Linked DNA regions of Rattus norvegicus: all the other regions are linked to region 3. The links are chromatin contacts, called in public Hi-C maps. All regions are on one chromosome and are shown on one strand. Each heading gives the region's core, a stretch centred on a gene start, on an enhancer-like site or on the middle of the called end of the contact. The rest is flanking DNA. Distances are from core to core; before and after follow the strand shown. Region 1 holds the start of Cdk18 (cyclin-dependent kinase 18). Region 2 has its middle 36 kb from the start of Blacat1. Region 3 holds the start of Nuak2 (NUAK family kinase 2).

Region 1 (4,472 bases), core at 1,262-3,761, 190 kb before region 3:
CCTCGGGAGAGGGCCCGTCATTCTCTACTATGTGGGAGTCCACCTCAGAGCCCAGTTCCCCAGCCATCAGTTCATCCAGCTCTGGTCAGGATGAGTCACAAAAAGATGTGAAACCCACTCACCAGAGAGGCTTCCTAGAAGCTCCTAACAGGCAGCTGGGACTGAAAACCTGTGGTGGGCGGGCCGATGGGTCTTTTGTTTGTTTCTATGTGGTTGGCTTTTTGCTTGTTGTTTCATTTTATTTGGGAGGTCTTTCATTTTTTATTAAGCATTACATAACATATGTGTGCTATATAACACATTGTGTGGCCTTCTAGCAGGAATAGATGACCATAGTTGAGGGTTTTCCCCGCTTTGGGGAGGTGTGGGCTTTTTTTCTCATTGGCCAGGAAAATGTTTCCTTAATCAATGTTCTCCGTGGGGCTGGACACACAGTACTGACTGCCTATCTCGCTCCATCAAAGTGAGTCCAGTTGCTCTTTGGACTTTGTTCCCTTTAGTGAACTTGTGGATGTACACAGTGGCTTCTCCGGAGATGCTCACATGCTCAAACCACATCTCTGCATAGCAAAACACAACTTGAACCCTATTCAGATACTCCTGCTTTGGTTTTGTTTGTTTTGTTTGTTTCCGATAGAACCTTACAGTGTGCCCTAGGCTGACCTGGAACTATGTAGCCCAGTTAAGTGGTTTATTGGTCTTAAGTGGGGGAAATTCTGGGGCTCCCAGGGGACTCAGGGACTGTAGGCTCCATGCCCAGGTGTGTCCTTGACTTAGAGAGACTACTTATCAAAATCCTCAGGGGCCAGCAGGTGGCGCCAGAGGCATAGGAAGCTTTCTGGAAACCACTACAGGCTTCAGCTGGGGTGAAGAAGGCCAGGAGTGTCTTCCCACACTGGTGTCTCACACTCTTGGACTCACCAGGGAGGCACGGCGGGACATTCGGGTGAGTGGTTTGGGCAGCCCTGGGTTCTCCAGCTGTAGCTTCTGCAGGAATTCCTGGGGCAGGCGGATATCCATGGGCAGAGAGAGCCTCTTGTTGAGGTCCTGAGGTGGCAGATGGGATAGGAACATCATGTTGGCCCCAGGAGGCCCTTGCCTCTCATTCTGGATCATCTGTCCCTATAGGGAAGGCCAAGCCACAGGCTATGACCTCAGGCTCACAACCACCTGAAGGGTGAACATTTGTGGCCCTGCAAGGATTGCTGTGTGACCTTTAGACGGTTCCTTCTCCTCTCTGGGCCACAGTAGAACATATATCTCACCCTGTCACAGATAATGTAATTTCATAAGCACATTTTTTCCTATACTTGGCATGGGTATGTGGATTATAAAAACATGGGGTTTGGGCCGGAGAGATGGCTCAGTGGTTAAGAGCACTGACTGCTCTTCCAGAGGTCCTGAGTTCAACTCCCAGCAACCACATGGTGGCTCACAACCACCTGTAATGGGGTCTGATGACCTCTTCTGGTGTATGTGACAGTGTAACTCATATACATAGAATAAAATAAATTAAAAAAAAAACCATGGGGTTTGCTACCCCATTAGAACAATACCAACCAACCAGAGCTCCCAGGGACTAAACCACCATCCAAAGAGTACACATGGAGGGCTGGGGATTTAGCTCAGTGGTAGAGCGCTTACCTAGGAAGCGCAAGGCCCTGGGTTCGGTCCCCAGCTCCGAAAAAAAGAACCAAAAAAAAAAAAAAAGAGTACACATGGACAGACCCATGGCTCCAGCTGCATGTAGCAGAGGGTGGCCTTGTTGGGCACCAATGGAAGGAGAAGCCCTTGGTCCTGTTAAGGCCGGACCCCCAGTGTAGGGGAGGGGGAATACCCTCATAGAAGAAGGGGGAGGGGGAGGGGACAGGGGGTTTATGGATGGGAAACCAGGAAAGGGGATAACATTTGAAATGTAAATAAAAGATATCCGAAGAATAAAAAATAAAAAGTCTATTGTCTAACCAAGAATGCTCTAGCACTTGGCATATATCCTCGCCAAATAATCCACACTTATCCACAATAAGCTGCACCCACCCTGCCATGTATATATACCGCTGTGATGTATGCCTGACCCGTGCAGCCTGGAAGGGGCACCCTCACCTCCATGGAGAATCGGCGCTGGTTCTGCCGTTGCTGATACTGCACGCCCGGAGACAGCTGCCCAGGTTCGTCCCTGCCGTCTGTGGGCGAGAACACGCTTGGTTACAGCTCACGGGACTGAGTGGCATGTCTGAGTGGGACAAGTGTCAGTCCCCACCTCCCACTCCACAGTCTGTCGCCAGCCCAGAGCACACCACCCCTTCTCCTTAATGTCAGCTAGTCAGCAGCAGTCACAGGGAGTCTGGGTGGGAAAGAGCTAGGTGGCCTGACCCTCACCCTCATTCCTCTGAGTGTGGAGCTGGTTGAACTGCTCGGTGAACTCGGTCAATGACTCCTCAATGGTCTCTGGGCGGGGCACTGACAGGGAAAGCCTTCGTTTGAAGTTCTTCATCTTGTTCATGATCAGCAGGGGTCCAAGGTGGGTCCTGGGACAGAGAGGAGAGAACAAGGCAATGTGGACAGGGGACTCGTGGGAGCCAGGTTCTGCACGTGGCATGCTTAGGTTCCCGTGACCAGAGCCACAGCTCCATGATTGCAGGATCTAACCCTGTTCCCTTCTCCAGTGACCCTCAGCTATCTTCTGACCATGAATATTCCCTCCCCTGGCATCACGGCATCAATAGCTATAGCTACAGGTTTGCAAGAGGCCACTCCAGACATTCAGCCTCCAGGGGGTCTAGAGATCTCTAGGGCAGGATGTCAGAACTGCACGGCCCTCGGGCCATCTGCTCTTTCTGAAGGAGCCTAACGGACTGGCAGCTGCCGGCCACCTGTCAGCAGGTTTCAGACTCCGTGGTCTCTTTCACTGATACCAGAATGTCCCCTCTCTGGCTCATCCTGGGTCCTTAGGAAGGAGATCGAAGGAGAGTAAATGCATGGCCCAGTTCCACCTGTGCTGCAGATGCAGATGCGGTGTGCAAGTCAGGGACAGAGTGGGAAACTCAGCCAGATGGGGAAAGGGGACGCCTATGTTGCTGGACCGTCCATCACCTCAGTCCTCTGAGCAAGCCTGGGTTCTCTCGCCTGAGGACACTGGGGCAGGAGCTGGCCCTCTGAACTCTGCTTTCTACAGGTGGGCACTTCATTCTATTCTCTCTCTGTCTCTCTCTCAGATTTATTTATGAATAGGAATACGCTGTTGCTGCCCTCACACACACCAAAAGAGGGCATCAGACCCCATTACAGATGGTTGGGAGCCACCATGTGGTGTTAGGAATTGAACTCAGGACCTCTGGAAGAGCAGTCAGTGTCCTTAACCACTGAGCCACCTCTCTAGCCCCCTACCCCCCTCTCTCTCTTTCTCCCTCCCTCTCCCCTTCCTCTATCTCTACTCTGAGATAGTCTCACTGTGAATCTCTGCCTGGCTTGGAACTCATATAGACCAGGCAGGCTTAGAACTCACAGAGATCCACTTCCCTCAGCCTCCTGAATGCTGGGATTAAAGGCATGGGCCATCATGCTTTTCCTATAGGCCTACCTTCTACCAGCTATAGGCTATCTTTTACAGCCATATCTCCATCCTGGGGCCCCCAATGCCTTTACTTACAGTGGGGCTGCAGGAACCAGAGGCTATATAACTCTTGACCTCTCCATCCTGGCCAGGAAGGCATCAGGAAGGCAACAGACATCCCTGTTTTGGGAGGGGCCATCTGCACTCCTCCCTGGGCCTACTTCTAACCCACTTCTGGAGGATGCTCAGGCCTGTGGCTGGCTAGCACCTAGTTGCCAAGGCAACCAGGCCCCTCCAGAATCCTCCTGGTTTAAAGGATTATGGGTCAGTAACATGTTTGCTTTGCTTAACGATCAGATATATCCTCCTTCCTCTGTGAGCCTTGAAAAGGTCCACTCCCCTGCACTCCACGTTCCCGGCTGTCCCTACCATAACTGAGCTGGGCCCCCAGGCTGTCCTGACCCAGGCCTGTGCCTTTTCAAGCAGAAGGCTCTGTCTACACGGCCAGCTGAGCCCTCCTCTGCTGAGCAGCTTGCAGTCGGAGTCAGTTCAGCACACCGCCTGTGGGGCGTCTTGTGCGCAGCACGGTGCCGGACACTAGGTTCCAGTAACCAAACAAGATCCCTGCTCCCAGGGAACTCAGGTTAATGGTGGCGCACCGCTGAGGCTCTCCAGGCTTCCTTGCCTTGCCCACCTGGGTGCCCCCCTGGAGTTCTATTGATTTCATTTCTTCTTACGGCCTCCGCCTGCCTTCTGCAGAACTCTGGGAGAAGGCTCCCAGAAGACAGCCACTCTGCCACATGCCCTTGTGTGTGGCATCTAAACGGAAAGGACCCATGGAGGCTCTGTGGAGGTGACAGAGGGTTCAGTGACAAGAAGTCTTGTCACACCCTGCCTGGTAACTCTCATTCCCAGCAGG
Region 2 (4,796 bases), core at 15-2,514, 150 kb before region 3:
GGTATATCCCAGTGCAAAAGGCTCTACCCCTTCAGCACCCCATAACTCCTCACCGCCACCAAGCAGCATGCTCCCGAGTGTAGAGTAGGCCAGGGGACTGCGTATTCATCGTACCAGGAGTTCCTCAGAGGGAAATGACACAGATCCTGCTCAGGCTGGTGGCGAAGCAGGGTTTAGATCCAAACCAGAGAAACTGTTGCTTTCTCTGGCATTCTGGGTCACTCCAGGGACCCCTGAACCAAACAGAGATGGAAGTGAGAGCCCAAGCTTTTTGGAGTGGCTGGGGACAGGTGCTATGGCTGAGGCGGGGCCTGAAAGGGTGCATGCCTAGGTCCACAAGCGTGGAAACTAGAAAGGAATAGGTCCCACGAAGAGAAGACAGGGTGGTGGTCAGGACCATGGATTCTGGTAAGAGCAACAAGAAATTGAACAACGGAAAGGGAACAAGAAGGAGCCAGATGGGAGCTGAACACGAATGAAGACAGTGGAGGCTCCCACATCTAGAGCAAAGGTTGGGGGTTACAGCCAGCTTCCGGTTTTTGTTCACCTGCTCTTTTTCTTTGGGTTCCGTGGATCGAACCCACGGCTCTGGACAAGGTTTTACATTTTTAAGTGCTTGAAAAAAGATACAAGAAATAATTTTGTTAATGAACGAAAATAGTGTGACGCTCCAATTTCAGTGTTTGTTAATAAAGTTTTATTGGCATACAGCCATGCCAGTAGGCTTTGTCCTTGACTAATTTCTGCTATACCGGTGGGCAGAGGTGGGTAGTTCCAACATAGGGCTCACAGACTTAAAGCACTTATTATTTGTCCCTTGACTGCAAAGCTTAAAGAATAAAGGGGTGGTGGGCCCTGGAGAAGAGCCATGGGAAAGAAGGGGGATCTTGGGCTTCTGTTGGAGGTGGAGGCACAGGAGCAGTGGATGGGCTGGGCTCGACTCTCCAAGAGCCTTTCCAGATTCTGCCACAATGGAAACATTGTAAAGAACCTGTATCTTCCCGGTCCTGTTTCCTACAGCCTGCTCCACCACTATGAAGGCAATTATATACCTCTAATTCTTAAGATTTCTATCAGCACAGCGGGAAAGATAATGCAGACCTTGAAGGTTTGTTGACACTTCTGAAAGATAACAGCAGCTAACCGGGCTGTGAGGCAAATGTACTTCCAGGCTCGTCCACTAGAGGGCAGGAAGGCCCTGCTGGCTGCTCCAAGGTCTGCAGGGTTCCTGACCTGGGGAGAGATGCCCTTCCCTGCTGTTTACAACCGGTGCCCTTTGATCAGCTCACAGCCTGCCAAGGACCAGGCTAATGCAGAGCTTCCCACTGGGGCGAGGCAGGTTTCCTTCTTTTGCCCTTTCTCTGTTTCTGTCTTGCAGAACAGACTGACAGGAAACATCAAGGTAAATGGTCCCTGCACAGGTCTGTTTGCAGTTTGCAAAATCCTTTTGTTCTCAGCCCTTTGCAAGATCCTCCGATGTCCCTGTGATTTGGCAGAAGAGGTTTGGAGAGGTTGATGACTTTCCCAAAGCCTTGAGCTGGAGAGCAGGGTGTGGGGGATCAGAGCTGGGATAGTGACCACACAGACAGCTGGGCATACGGACTACACTTTCCAGAGAGATTGACTCCATCTTCCTTCTATAGCTCCTGGCTGCGCTCCTGCTCCCACGATGGGAGGAAATCTGGCAAAACTTCCCAACTTTCCCTTCTATTCCCACCCACAGGTGCTTCAGATGGGAACTCATTTCTGCAGACTTGGGCTATCCTGGAACTGGGATGGCTCTTCAGGAATTGAGAACACAAAGGGAGACACACACACACACTCACAGACACACTCATGTATTCTCATATTTACACACAGACACTCACAAACATGTATATTCAAAGTCACAAACATTTACTCCCATTCACACACACACTCACTCATATGCACTTAAAAAAAAAGATTTATTTATTCCATGTATGTGAGTATACTATAACTGTCTTTCAAATACACCAGAAGCGGACATTGGATCCCCATTGCAGATGGTTGTGAACCACCATGTGGTTGCTGGGAATTGGACTCAGGACCTCTGGAAGAGGAGTCAGTGCTCTTAACCACTGAACCATCTCTCCAGCCCCATATGCACTTTTGCACACATGCACATGTATGCACTTACTCACATACATACCTACAGACTCACACGCATGGACAGACACACACACACTAGCAAATGTGCACAGTCACAAACACTTTAAAAAACACATGTGCACGTCCATGCTCTCTCTCTCTCTCTCTCATACACACACACACACACACACACACATACACACACACACACACACCAGTCAAAGATCAGACAGAGAGAGAAGCCATGGGGCTGAAGTGGTCAGGGGAAGCAGGACAGACAGGAAGATGAATCATATAGGGCACAGAGCTCTTCATTCACATCCCAACACCAGGACAGTTCGGCATCAATCGAACTCCGTTCTCTTCTTCAGAGAATGGCCTGCCTCCCTCCCACCAGCCCATCCTTGTTGGCAGGGCTGTAGGGATCCCGAGGATGAAATGCTGGGTGAGGGAGATCAGCGAGGGGGAGGCGGGCAAGTAGCTGCAGTTCCAGAGGCAGCGGGCACCCTGACCTCAGCATTGCACACAAGTTGCTACGAGGAGTAGGCTCTTCTAAACAGCTTGGCATTGTGGTGTACGTGACCGACTGCGGAGAACAGACCACTTCGGGGGAGGAGAGAGGGCTTCCCCACAGGTAGGAGCCTGGCATGGCCTGACAGGTAAGAAAGTAGAATAGTGCTTTAGCTCAGAGTATTCCGGAAACATCTCATTGAACCAAGGGTGCCCACTGCAGGGCTATGATGCTTCAGGTCCTGTGAGCTGTCTGCCCTACAGGAAGGAGGGCGAGCCAGTCAGGAGAGTCTAGGCTGTTTTCAGAGGAACCCCCTTCCCCCCAGTTCAAAGGTCTGCTTGTCCCATCTACCACACCCCTCCACCCCTGACTCCATATTCCCAGCTTCTCCAATCCGAGCACCGACATGGAAATGCCCCCTGGGACTTCTCAGTGGGCCACTTTGCAACTCCTGCTGCGGTTTGCCACAGAGTCTTTTGCTGCATGTTCACTCTGGGGGGTAGAGTCTCACACCATGATCTTGCCACACGAAAGGAGACTGTGTCCCACAGTATAAGGGAAAACCTTGGAAAAGCACATCCCACCCTCTGAAGAGCTCGTGGGCTGGCAGGAACTGGTGGAGGACCCGCCCCGCTCTACCACAGGAGATGCATATTGCAGCGGGGGGGGGGGACCCCCACACCGGATGTACGGAGGGTCTGGGAAATTCAGGGCTCTTCAAGAAATAGGGACTGTGCTGTAAGGGAACAGAGGACCTGGGGAAAATGGGACAGGGAGGGAGGTACGGGGGAGCATGAGGTAGCATCTCTCTCTGGGTGATCCACAGGCATCTCCCAGGTCAATGTGTCCCAGATTGAACCCAGTGACCTCCTGAAGACCTATCTCTGTTCCAGCAGCCTGGCTGGTTGATGGCACACCCTCCTCTAAGCCCTCAGCCAGGAACAAGGCAAATCCCCCTCGCACCTCCCTCTTCCCAGCTCCACATTCCCTGCCAGCTACACAGTTTGCCAAGTTTACCTCTCAGTTTTCTCAGATCCACCCCTCGCTCGCTCTTTCAGCAGCTCCTTGCCTTCCTCCTCCTGCCTGCCTGCAGCAATGGCCTCCCGCCTTCCCTAACTGCTCCCGTTCCCCGGATGGCGGGAGGCTCTTCAGCACTGCTAACGGGGATGCTGTGCTTTCTCTTCTGCCTGTCTAGGTAGCACAGTGTGGGGTTGGGTGCTAAAGTCAGATGTCTTAGGTTCAAATGCACCCTGCAAATTCATACTTGGGCGAGCCTCTCTGTTGCTGTTCCTCATCAGGCGAAACCAGAACTTAACAAAAGAGGTCTCCTGCGGGCAGAAATAACATGCTTTTCTGTGTTTGAGTTTCTAGCTCCGCCTTCATTTCCTCTCCTGCCTCCCCTCGCTCCACACGCTCAATCCTCTTCTTCCTCCCCTGCCGTACCTCCCTCAGAGGACCAGCATGTTTTGTCTCCTCTTCTGCTCATGGTATTCTGCTCCCATCATGGTGCCCTGCGGCAGACCCAGGTCCCCAGAGCTCTCAGTCTAGGGATCTTGTGAGCTACAGTCCAGGAATGCTTGCAGCGTGTCTGCGCACTTCCTGGGCTCTGTACCTACTCCATTGCTTAGGGCACTGAGGATGCAATGTGCACCAGGCAAGAAGGGAATCCATCACGGCCTCCGGGATCCCCTGGGGGCTTCTGAGCAGAGCGCCGCGCATTGGGATGGGGCAAAAGGAAAGGGACACCAATCTGATGTGGCCAGAGGCTTCTGGCTCTTACTTTCCAAGGCCATGAGAGGATCCTGGGATCCTTGGGACTGCTCCCAACAATGTTTTCGGGGCTGGTATCAGAGTCAGACTCAAGGCTCAGCCACATCAGCCCAGAGCCCAGAGACCGGTGATGGCTGCTAGACTAGCTTCCTGGGGCTGGGCTCAGATTCGTTCATTCACGCTTCTTCACCCATCTAACCCACCCTTCAGGAACGTTGTGCATATGTGAGTGCGTGTGCACACACGTGTGCTGGTGTGCCATGTGCACGTAGACACCAGGCATCAACTTTGGGCGTCTTTTTCTTTACCCTGATAGCAAGACCCCAGGATCTGCCTGTCTCTCTCTTCCGAATGAATGGCGGTGCCTGCTTTTTATGCGAGCGCTAGGAATCCCAATTCACGTCCT
Region 3 (4,957 bases), core at 2,282-4,781:
CCATTTTGCATTTGGGCCCCACAGGGGGTGTACGAGGCACAGCCACGACACTGAGATGATCATGTTTATTTACCTCCAGCTATGCTTCTTTCTAGCAGGTGACACTACATCTAGGATATTTAGATCGCAGGCCAGCTCAACAAATGGTAGATAGACCTTATACCACGCACAGGCAGTCACAAGCCCTGCTATACTCAATTCAGCCAGAAGAGGGCAGCTTTGAGCCAGATGTCTCAATTTTCTAAACTACCGGGCTATGCCAGCTCTTTGGAGTCATAGCTCCTGGTTTCGGAGAACCAGTTCTAACAGGCTGGTTCCTGTTCACACAATTCCACCAGCCCCTAAGAGGACAAGGTTCACATATCCAAGCCTTATTGTCCACCACAGAGTGGGGCTAAAAGCTGACTGAGGGCCATAACTCATCTGAGCTGTAAGGAACAGGCAATTTAACGACCAAGGTCTCTGGCTGGAGGTGGGTAGTGAGCTGGGTCCTGCATCTACTCTTCTCCCTGAGGAAAAAAAAATGCATCTGTCCTGATAGTCCCCGGGAGTAGACACTCTGGGGTCCTAGAGACTCCTCATGGCTCTCAGATACACAGAGAACAAATGACTTAGCTCTTTCCCTTCCTTCTCCCTACATCTCCATGCCATGCCTGAGACTAATCTATGTCTCACCCACCCCTTCAAGACCCAAGTGGCTTCCTCTGAGTACCCCCTGACCCCTGAACCCCTTCCTGAGTCAGACAATACCCAACTTTTCTCCCACGAACCTGAACTTCATACCACTTTGAGGGGTCTCCCACTCTCTGTCACAGATTATAGGGAAGCTTGTTTTATTTATATCTTCTTTATTGTTAGGCAGAAAACTTCTTGGAAGTGGGGAACTAATTAATAGTCATCCCCTCTAGATGTGCCTGACACCTGCCTTACGCCATTTGCCTTGCTGCCTCTCATTATGAGCTCCTGCCTACACTCTGAACTTAATACTCGTCATAGTCTCTCATTCTGAGGTGCTTTCACATTCCACCCAGTCCCTCGACATACAGAACATTGAGACTATGGAGTGCAGGAGTTCAGGAATAAAATCTTATCCCCAGTGACTACGCCAGAAGGCTCACTTTCTACAAAAGCCTTTAGACCATAGGTTCTCAACCTGTGGGTCTCGACCCCCTCGAGTCGCAGGATTATAGACCCCATATCAGATATTTACATTACAATTCATAACAGTAGCAAGATTGCGGCTATGAAGTAGCCACAAAGATAATTTTATGGTTGGGAGTCACCGCAATATAAGGAACTACATTGAAGGGTCATGGGATTAGGAAGGTTGAGAATCATTGGGCTAAGTAGTTGGTGATTGGGTGAGAGGGTTAGAAGAAATGCCTCCTCCTAAGACTAGAGCGTGAGGCAGACAGGACTGAATGGGGGTGGCTCAGCTCAGCTTAGATGTCCTGACAAATCCTCCAAGGATCTAAGCTCAATCTTTAAGTCACCGAGCCGTATCCCAGGTCCTCCCTACCCAGAATGAGAGTTAAGTTACAGCACTTGGCTGTTGTAATCAGTAGTTGTGTAAACAATTGTTAATTTATTTTATGTGTGTGGCGTTTGGCCAGTATGCATGTCTGTGCAGAACATGCATGCCTGATGTCCTTGGAGATCAGAAGAGGGCACCAGATCCCCTGGAACTGGAGCTTTGTCTGGTTGTGGGCCATCATGTGGGTGCAAGGGATCAAACCCCGGTCCTCTGGAAGAGCAGTTCAGTGTTCTTTCCTGCTGAGCCATTTCTCAGTTCCCTCGGTGGTCTCACTCCTCTGTGGCCAGGCCTGCTTGTTTGCCTCCGTTGCCCATCCAGTCATCGGCTCTGTATGAATCCACTGTACGCTTTGGTCTGCTCAGCAGTGCACCGGGTATCGGGGATGTTCAGGAACAGTGGTAAGTGTCTAGATTAAGTCATAAGGGGAAACCTTGGGATCCTCTGAATGTCTTCATCTTACGGGGAAATGTTGAGACAGCTAGTTAATGGCCACCAGGTCTTCTAGTAAGCTTTAAAAGCTATCTTTAGAAAGTCCTCCCAAACTATCCTCCTCTCGTCTGGGCTAGGGGGTCCCTCCTGTTCTCACGTCAGTCAGGACTAGAACCCAGCCAGGTCTCCCAGTCTGGAGTCTGCTCCTCTGACACTTGCTTTTCCTTGTCCTAATCTCCTGGACAGCCCCCCCCCCCCAGGACCTGACAGATGGGGAGCACAGGTAGTAGATTGGTTGAGCCTTTTCTGTTTTCACAGACTACTCAGAGTGGAAAGGCGGGCTGGCAGAAGATAGGATGATAAACTAGCTATACAGCTTTCGTGGGTCATCCACACTCAGTGGATCGTCTCTGGCTACCGTTTTCTTTCCCCACTGGAAAGATTCAAAAGGTGAACAGAAGTAGGAAAATGGGCAGATACTAGTTTGTTTTTTTTTTTTAATTTGATAGTTGAGGATGTAGTAGTCCTCTTTGATTTTTTTGCCAAGTCCTAAATTAGATACAGCTAGAGGTGAGGTCCTGCAGAGTGGGGAGGGATGCCCAGAATAGCTGGAATTGGGGAAGCCCTCTTGTCCTATATTCTATCTCTATAGGCCAGTGTCTGAAATCCAGCTCTGTGGCTTTCTTGTCAGCTGTGTGGCCTTTGGCAGAAGTAAACTCACTTTCTACATCAGAAAAAGGGGTTCTGGACATACCCTTCCAGGCCTGTCAACTGCAGCCAAGTCTCATGCCCAACCTCTCACTCTTGATTAAAAAAATCACTGGGAAGAAACCCTGGAACCAAGAAGCTCCTTACAGATTTAGGGACAAAAGGATGTAAGTCCTTGGAATGTGATCTGCTTTTCCCACAGTTTGTGAAAATCCACAAAGGCCACCACATCTTGAGGAAATCCACTCAACCCTATAAAGTAAGGATTTCCCAGGCCTGTTGGATTATGGAATCGAATTAAGGTTGGTGGAAGCCAGAGTGAACTTGCAGGCAGGACCGCTTTCTAACCAGTCAACCTCCAACCCATTCCATCTCCTTATTCACCCTCTTCTTTACGGACCTCAAGAAGTTATCAAATGGCTTTTCAGATTTTGAGCTTGGGAGAAACAATTTATTTACTGCGTGTGGAGAAACACTTTGGGGCTTTCTAGTGCTCTTAGATTGTCCCTTGCCAACTGAGAACACAGCACAATAGCACAAGGCTGGCGTCATTCAGAGACTAAAGCAATTCAGAGAGCTTTCAAATTTAAGGACTGGCACTTCGGTAGTAATTGACTGTGCCTCCTTTCCCGCATTCCTGGTTCTCCGGTCCAGGTGGGCGGGGCCCCATTCACACCTTTCTGCGCCTAGCCAAGGGGAGGAGCGGGGCAGGAGCCGTTGAACCAATGGGAGAGGCTTTGGTCACGAGTCGCCGGCAAGCTGGCTAATGGGACGCAGGGGCGTGGCCAGGACCTTCCCCCTCCAAACGTTTTATAGCAATTCGGAACGCGGGGCTTTCTAGCGTGCTCGGGTGCGGCTGTGACCTCTGAGCCTGCGGCTCTCCGCGCGCTGCTGCTGCTGCCCGACCCCCTCCGCCTCGCCGTCCCCGCACCATGGAGTCGGTGGCCTTACACCGGCGCGGGAACCTGGCTCCCTCGGCCTCCGCCCTGGCCACGGAGAGCGCCCGGCCGCTGGCGGACCGGCTCATCAAGTCGCCCAAACCTCTGATGAAGAAGCAGGCGGTGAAGCGGCACCATCACAAACACAACCTGAGGCACCGCTACGAGTTCCTGGAGACCCTGGGCAAGGGCACCTACGGGAAGGTGAAGAAAGCACGAGAGAGCTCGGGACGCCTGGTGAGTGTCCCTCGCGGCTCCCGGCTCGCCGGAGCTCATAGCGCGTCCCTTGTGGTGTCCTCGGCAGAGTTGCCCGGCGCGCGCATTTTAGATGTGTCTGTCGGTGCTTTTCAGGGACAGTGCTCACGGACTCAAGAATCTTAGCTGCAAATAGATGCCTGTGGTTTGGGAAGACGGGGCTTAACTTGAATTTTGACGGGAACAAACGTCAACAGAGTAGAATGGAAGGAGGAAGTAGAAAGCACCAGCTCTCTGTAGATAGTGTGGAGATCTTTAACTCTGACTTGACACTTCGGGGCCTTTCCAGACGAGATGAAGCAAAGTTTCGTTGTGATGGGCTTTTATTCTGGGAAGTGTAAAACCAGGCCCGAGTGCCAGGTTCACTGTACCTCCCAGCACTCCAGCCATGTCTTTGGGTTTGAGGCCTTTGGGGAACTTGCCCTTTTGATTCACGCGTGTGTAATCGTCATAGTAATCCATAACTCAGAGCGAGTTCCTCCATGTCTGTTTTCTGTTTCCCCTTCTGCAAAAAATAGGGAGAACACAGCCTGTCTCACAAGCTTGGAAGAGTAAGATAGAAATGCACGTGAGCCCTAATCATAGGTCCTGTGCTGAGAATGAATACTTCTATCTGGAGGTGTCCCCTTGAAAGGATAGCAGATTTACCAAAAGTTACACAATGTTTCCTCCGCACCAGTTCAGCAGGTCTGGGTATTAACTAGGTACCCAGCTCAGTTTAAAATGCTCAGTCTCTCATTTCCCACCAAGTATTTTTAAAAGATCCATAATCAGAGCAGGTAGGTGGTTTAGGGGTAACAGTTGGTGGATCCAGTGGATGCTGGTTGTGGTGGTGGGGGTGCGTGCCGCCATCATTTGCCCTCTCGACTATGGGAATGGTCCCCTCCCCTAATTGTTTGCTTTTGCAGCCAGTAGCTGGTTTGAAATTCAAGAAGTCATTTCATTGGTGAAGGAGAGTGGATGTTGGAGAAAGGAGTGGATTATAACCCCATCAATAGGAACAAGTATGTTTTTCCTGCTAAGGCCTGGCACGGTCCCCAGTTGCCCGCTGCCAGGTTACAGTTATTGGGCAATCGTGTACTTCCGGGCTTTC

Evidence for each region. Hi-C and Micro-C count contacts between places; a contact is called where the count stands out from the background.
Region 1: a contact with region 3 is called in a Hi-C map of kidney, with 4 times the contacts expected there. The contact joins the promoter of Cdk18 here to the promoter of Nuak2 in region 3. A contact is called at or near these places in 3 of 12 Hi-C or Micro-C datasets (Schwann cells, frontal cortex and kidney).
Region 2: a contact with region 3 is called in a Hi-C map of kidney, with 4 times the contacts expected there. The contact joins the enhancer-like site here to the promoter of Nuak2 in region 3. A contact is called at or near these places in 6 of 12 Hi-C or Micro-C datasets (the Rat2 cell line, Schwann cells, frontal cortex and 3 more).

Annotation. Positions count from the first base shown.
Region 1 is chr13:46,114,765-46,119,236 of GRCr8, forward strand. Cdk18 (cyclin-dependent kinase 18) reads right to left here and starts at 2,512. Exons shown (of 15, transcript NM_001100506.1): 1 at 2,380-2,512; 2 at 2,104-2,183; 3 at 922-1,047. The coding sequence starts at 2,503.
Region 2 is chr13:46,150,862-46,155,657 of GRCr8, forward strand. No RefSeq gene overlaps it. Among named protein-coding and RNA genes, the nearest start is that of Blacat1, 36 kb to the right of the region's middle. Within about 2 kb of position 1,265, at least 7 of the 93 cell types and tissues checked have an H3K27ac peak or open chromatin away from gene starts, as enhancers often do. A contact at or near this core is called in kidney, where this site is marked.
Region 3 is chr13:46,302,475-46,307,431 of GRCr8, forward strand. It overlaps Nuak2 (NUAK family kinase 2), which reads left to right and starts at 3,532. Exons shown (of 7, transcript NM_001007617.1): 1 at 3,532-3,846. The coding sequence starts at 3,604. It overlaps LOC120096185 (a long non-coding RNA gene), which reads right to left. Exons shown (of 4, transcript XR_005492311.2): 4 at 4,170-4,369.